2 separate regions of the Rattus norvegicus genome follow, and region 2 is linked to region 1. A link is a contact called in public Hi-C data. All regions are on one chromosome and are shown on one strand. Each heading gives the region's core, a stretch centred on a gene start, on an enhancer-like site or on the middle of the called end of the contact. The rest is flanking DNA. Distances are from core to core; before and after follow the strand shown.

What was found. A called contact is a pair of places that touch in the nucleus more often than the background predicts.
Region 2: a Hi-C map of liver shows a contact between it and region 1, with 2.5 times the contacts expected there. The contact joins two enhancer-like sites. A contact is called at or near these places in 3 of 12 Hi-C or Micro-C datasets (kidney and liver).

What each region holds. Positions count from the first base shown.
Region 1 is chr2:106,641,191-106,644,535 of GRCr8, reverse strand. No RefSeq gene overlaps it. Among named protein-coding and RNA genes, the nearest start is that of Tbl1xr1, 88 kb to the left of the region's middle. Within about 2 kb of position 1,500, at least 7 of the 93 cell types and tissues checked have an H3K27ac peak or open chromatin away from gene starts, as enhancers often do. A contact at or near this core is called in liver, where this site is marked.
Region 2 is chr2:106,782,982-106,786,326 of GRCr8, reverse strand. The region is part of intron 1 of Tbl1xr1 (TBL1X/Y related 1); the gene reads right to left. Among named protein-coding and RNA genes, the nearest start is that of Tbl1xr1, 54 kb to the right of the region's middle. Within about 2 kb of position 1,571, at least 3 of the 93 cell types and tissues checked have an H3K27ac peak or open chromatin away from gene starts, as enhancers often do. A contact at or near this core is called in liver, where this site is marked.

The DNA of each region.
Region 1 (3,345 bases), core at 251-2,750:
ATTCATACACATACAAACATATATATATACACACACATACAGACATATACATGTATACACACATACACATATACATGCATACAGACATACACACAAATAAACAAAAATAATAAATATAGTAGAGGCATACAGATCAAATTTGAGATGAGTGAATACACTGTTCCTAGAGCTCAGTTTCTTTGTGGGCAAATGCAGAATAGGAAGGCTCTCTTTTCTTCAGTGGAGAGATTCACAATCACATGGGGAAGATGGGGCTTAAGTCTGATGCAGTCAGAGGTAGGACATCCGGAGCTGCTTCTACTTGGGAAACGGAGACTGATGCCTTCTTTCAGGGTCATCTTCTAGAATATTCACTGGTTTGTTTCCTGTTTAACAGTTCTAAAGCATCTTTTTTTAGGGCTCCAGTTCTCCCAAATGCCCTGGATAAATTCTGTAGCAGCTTGGACTGATTTCATTTAGTCATTCAAAATTGGATGAGTAGACTTAGAGATTATAGACACACAGGCTGGTACAATTTTGGTCCTGACAGCCTCATAACAGCACTAAAGCAAAAATGACCAACCTAACCTTCTCTCCCCTCCCCCCTTCCTTCCTTCCTTCCTTCCTTCCTTCCTTCCTTTCTTTCTTTCTTTCTTTCTTTCTTTCTTTCTTTCTTTCTTTCTTTCTTTCCTTCTTTCCTTCTTTCCTTCTTTCCTTCTTTCTTTCTTTCTTCTTGACAGAGTCTCTCATTTAACCCAGGATGACATTCCCTTTCCTTCTCTCCCCTCCTCTCCCCTCCCCTCCCCTCCTCTCCCCTTCTCTCCCCTCCCCTCCCCCCCCCTCTCTCCCCCTTTCTTGACAGAGTCTCATATGTAACCTAGGCTGAGTTTCAACTTCTGATCATCTGGCTTCCATCTTCCTGTGTTAAGATTGCAGTCATGTGCTACTGTGTCCAGTGTATGCACTCCTGGGGGTTGAACCCAAAGCTTTGTGTAAGCTAGGCAGGCATTCTACTAACTAAGTTACTTCCCAGATGACAATAAAAAATAAAGCAAAACTGTTATGTCACCCTTGAACATTTTCTTTTAAAATCATAGTAGAAACCACAAATGACTTAGTATGGCTGTGTGTGTGCAATGATATATGAACTGCTTTCTTAGGTAGCCAAGGGCATAGGGCTGTTTGCCTGTGGCAGTCTTATCTGGGCCAACACTCCTTTTGGGTCACCCATTTAGATAAGTGGCCTCCTATTAGATAAGTGTTCACAACTCATTCCAAACTTGGCTTTTAATGTGCTTAAGTAAAATCTAGTGTAAGCTTCCTCATACACTCAATGACTAGGTAGAAACTAGAATTTTCCATTGTAAATCATGTCTTATCCTTTGATCTCTCTCGATTGTCTCAGAAAACAGTGACAACAGAACACATATTTCCTCTCCTGTTCAGTGTCCCTACCCCAACCGTATTCTCTTCTGGGAAGCTCTTAGGTCAGAAGAGAAAAGGTTGCATGGATTTTGCAATCCAGAGAGATCGAGCAAGAATAAAGGTCAGGGTTCCTGCTCAGAGAAGGAGATTGTGCCAAAACCCTTCCTTCTAAGCCTTAGTAAGTCACCCTTGGCCTGCTCTGCTTCGCTCTGTGGCTTTGACATTGATTTGTTTCAAGAACTCTTTCAGGACAAGCTACCTGGTGTGTGTTTTTCCTCTTTATGTCAGAACAACTTTCAGACTTACGTGGCATTCAAGTGTACCTCACAGTAGTCTGGTACAGATAGACTTCTCAGGGGACAGGTCTGTCTTTCTCCATTGTTTTGCAGGAGACAAACCTACTACCCTGTAAATGAGATTTGGCCCTTGTCTCACATTTAGTTACAAAGATTGCTTTACAAACTACTCGTTTTTTACATAATTGATAACTTTTTCTCATGGATATTTCCTTTACCTTATTTGTTCTTTTTTTGAGATGGGTTTCAGGTAGCATAGGTTGACCTATAATTGTTATTTAATGGAGAATGCCTTTGAACCTCTGATTCTTTTGCCTCCACCTCCCAGGATGTTGGAGTTGTAAGTGTGCATCACCACTGTCAGGGCTGGGTGTCCAGCCCAGGCTTCGTACATGCTACGTAAGCACTATAGCAGCTGAGCTACAAACTGCTTTTTACAAAATGCTGTATGTCTTTTTGCTGGGCATACTGGCACACGCCTTTAATTCCACAACTCAGGAGGCAGATGCAGGCAGATCTCTATGCGTTTGAGGCCAGCCTGGTCTGCAAAGAGAGTTCCAAGACATCCAGCACAACACAGTGAAACCCTGTCTTGGAGGGGGGAAAAAAAAAACGTAAACCAACGAAAAATTGTATTTTTAAAAGATAAGTAGTGTCACATAGATACAGTTGCTTAAAAAATTTAGGGAAACTTTTGAGCCTTTTAGAACATGCATTTCTCATAAAAGAACACTTACCATAAATAAAGAATTTTAACTAAATGTCATAATCTCAAGATTGAGGTTCTCTTGAAAATGCCTCCAACATAACAGTGGTAACCAGTAACTGATTAAGCCTCAAAGTTTAAAATGTACTTTTCTAGTTAGAGATGGAAAGATAGGAAGTTCAAGGCTATTCTTAACCATATAGCAAATTCTAGTTCAGACTATTCTATGTGAGATCCTGTCTCAAAAAAATAATTCAGAAAAAAATGTTATCATATCAATGAGCCATTTGTTCTTTCATACTCCTGTCATGTCACAGGTAGTGGCGAGTCAAGGTATCCAGAGGACAAAAGGTGTAGCTGAAAACTCTAAGGGCACAATCTCAGGATCCAGAGATTAAAGTTGCTGTAGTTACTTAACCTGTTTTTCTCTGGATCTGGCCAAGACTTGGTGGCTATAACTACACAGGAATGGGCATGATGGGTGAGTGACAACATCACTTGGTTATCCATGTGATACACAGTCTCATAGTTCATTTAGAATCCTCCCTGGTCTCTGAGAGGAAGTACTTGAAGAAGACTAGAGACTGAAGACAAGAGTTCAGCTCAGGTGTGCCAAAGGTCTGCCTGGCTCTGCTTTTCTGAAGGTGGAGACTGACATTTGCCCCAGTAACCAATCTGAACTGTTGTTTTTGAAATTCCAAGTTGATTTATAAACAGTACCTTAGTTCAAATGTTGCAAAAATGAACTAAAAAATATTTGGGGGTGGGGGATCCACTGAGCAGAACCAACCAAAGGATGTTGAAAGCTAGTTCTGCAACCTTTAACCCTTCATCTGCTTTGGGACAGAAAGGGATTAAAGGTGAAGGGGCCAAGGCTAGATGGAAAGTGGAGTCTGAGATCTCAGGGAGTTATCACTGTGCTGTTAATATTCTTCATCC
Region 2 (3,345 bases), core at 322-2,821, 140 kb before region 1:
ACGTTACAAACATCACAGATGTGCTTTAACCGCAGGACAAATGAGAGCCAAGCTGTAGAGCTGTGTCCTGCCATCTGCCTTTTAGCTTTCATTTGTTTTCTGGAGACACAGTCTCAGTCTGCTCTGCAGCCCAGGTAGCTTATAATGTGTAATGCACTATGACCCATTTATGACTGGGTCTCTGTCAGCTTCTCCTCTACCTTGGCCTTCACTCCTCTGTCGCCGCCTCCACGTGCCACTGACATTCTAATACTAGAAATGCACTGTGCAAAAAGGTTCTTCTCTCAAACCTAGCCCCATTCCTGCAGAGTTCAACCCACAGCAGCCTGGTCAGGACCATCCAAAGGGAGGGCGCTCCCTCAGCATACCTCTCTTCCCATAGCCGTCTAGCATGACTGCCCAGCCTTTTCTATACATCAGGGCCCATTTGTTAACCTTGCTATTCCTCTATTAACTAAGAATGGCAACTGGAAGATGTGGAGCTCTTTGGATTCACTGTTCTAACAGGACAGGTGAGGGTCTAGGCACAGACCAAACACACCAACTGAAGAGGCAGTGGCTGGCTGCTATTCTCATGACTTTTCACACCACTTCCAGAAGGTGGCAGGGACAGACTGACATTCCACTAACAGAAAACTAAAGTACACCTCATGAATTACAAAGCTAACTTTATAGACTGTTAAACTTCATTCAGTCTCCAAACAAAATAGTTGTTTTTTTAAATCGATTATCAGCATTTACCTAAAGTAAGTAATGCAATAATCTCAGAAAAGGCCTTTAGCACAGACATTGCAGCTAAGCGTCTTCCCAGTAATGCCACTAACACATAACCAGGTTTTAACATAAAAATTAGGCTTTTTATTTATGAAAAAAAATCTTCAAAATAACAAAATTATTTTGACTGGTTTCTAACAATAAATTCATTTGGCTCACTGATTTGAAACATGGCTACTGACCGACGAAAAGTACAAACACAGGGAGGAGCATGGCCTGAGTCCAGTAGCCTGTGCCACAAAGTATACTTAAAGAAAGCAGACAGCAGTTCCCATTCTGTGTGGAAATTCTGGAAGTCACATTTAGACCTGAGGAAAAATTAAAATCTTACCAGAGCTGATTGTGTTAAGATGGACACAGCATGCATAGCTGCAAGTTCACCCCAACTCCATAAATAAGAAGGTGAAGAAGATTGTATTAAATGAATTCCTGGGAAATGTCACAGAATTCCAAGTGCATTCCACTATTACATGATTTCCAAGATGATAAAAGGACCAATTCCAAATGGTGCCATTTTTAAGGAAGCTATATATGTAAATTAGCTCTAACTGATCCTTTCTCATTTGCTGATTTTAAAAAAATTATCAGTTACTTTCCTCACGTGCCTGACAATCCTCCAGGGTGGAATAAAAAGTCTTTGTAACAGTGTACACTACACTGAGCTCACAGTCACAGACACACACACACACACACACACACACACACACACACACGCACACACACACACACAGTGCTTACCAGACATCCAGCATAGGATGAGGTGGGGGTAGCTCCCCCTTCAGGAAGATTTTAGAGATGCAGTCTGGGCTCAGCTGCAGTCAGAAGCCTCAGTAAGCACCAGTCCTTGCTTTCACTTCCATTGTTATTCAAGTTACTTGGGGAAATTAGAGCCAAACAGTTGTATACTTTAACCTTACATTTTCTAAAACTGAACAATTTTTAAGACCAAAATCCATACAGAGATACCTAAGCACCTGGTTCAGTTGAGTCAATCCTGTGGGGCATGAAGCAGCTGTGCCTTCCATTGAACATAAAAATAAACCACCGCGTACAAATAGAGCAAAAGGTTACCAAAGACTTCAAAAGCTGCCTGCTCAAATTCAACTACAGCAAAGTTTCTAAATTAAAGAGTGGTCAACTGTGAGTCAAGTTTGTTATTAGTTCCCTCTCTCAACATTTGGGAGGTAGGATCAGCAGTTCAAGGCTGGCCCTACCACATGAGACTCTGTCAAAACAAACAAAATTAACAAGGTCAAAGTTTAGGTTGTATAAGTTTTAGGTTTCAGCCAGGAATGCTGGCACACACCCATAAGTCACAGGCAATACAGAACTATTCAGACCATATCTCAAAAAAAACAGGAAAAGGCTTCAGTTCACTGTAACAGAAGTTCAACAAACGTTTGCTGTTATTAAAAAACAAGAACAATAACAAAGAATTTCAAGATTCATGTAAGAAAAAGTCTATTACTTTTTAAAATGTGTGAGTACATCACTATTGTCCAGGTGTAACAAATTGCTCCTTTCCTCTTAAATTACAAATTAGTGGTACAGTTCACAATGCCTAAGAAATACTAGATTTTTCGTGGCACAAAGATATTATGTGTTATGCCTTCAAAAACAAAACAAAACGGTAGTTTACGGGAATGAAACAAACGGCCAGGGAAAGGGAAGTTACAGGAACTGCAGAAGTATCTTAGTTAAAAGTGGGCAGGGGTTAGTGAAACAGAGGGGCTGATACTGTCCCCACTAGACCACATTCTTCCCAAGCACAGCTCAAGTAGGAGTCAAAGTTAGCATCAAGACTGTAAACAGCTAATTAGACCAGAGCAGTACAACATCAGTGAAAAGGATACTGTGTGACTGATAACTGCTATGGAAACGCCTCTACAGACTTAAACCTACATCACTCTGGCTCCTCACCATGGTGGGTCACATATCAGATATTACATTATAATTCCTAAGAGTAGCAAAATTACAGCTAAGAAGTAACAACAAAAGAATTCCATGGCTGGGGGTCACCACAACAGGAACAACTGTATCAAAGATCCACAGCTTTAGAAGGTTGAGAACCACTGATCTAGGGTAAGACCTGGACATCACGTCAAAGCCTCTCCCAAGGGACCAGAGGGGTGGAGAACCACTGGCTGAAAGCAGGGAAGAGTAGACCACGAGGTGTCCTTGTTACTCTAATTATTATCCTGTCAGAAGTGGACCAGAAGGATGGCTTCTTTTAGTATCAGACTGTACAGTAAGCAGAGAAGAGAAATAGAGAGAGACACAAGTGACCTGACAGCTATAGTCACCTCATTTCAAGACTAATGATGAGGAACCAAAAAAACTCCGTGTCTCTCCAAAATTCAATTACGAAGAAAGCATAATAAGGACCTTTCAAAGAGGCCACAGAAGAGTACAAAACAAACAAGATACCATGGAGATCTTCTAATAAGAGGCATAAAAGGAGACACAACATGAACTATTTTAATTTGCAGTTAGATACAGACACAGAACTGAGCTTCTGCAATGAGCACGATCTTTAGCAGAAGTTAAGGAAAGGTTCCTCTCTCTCTTTCA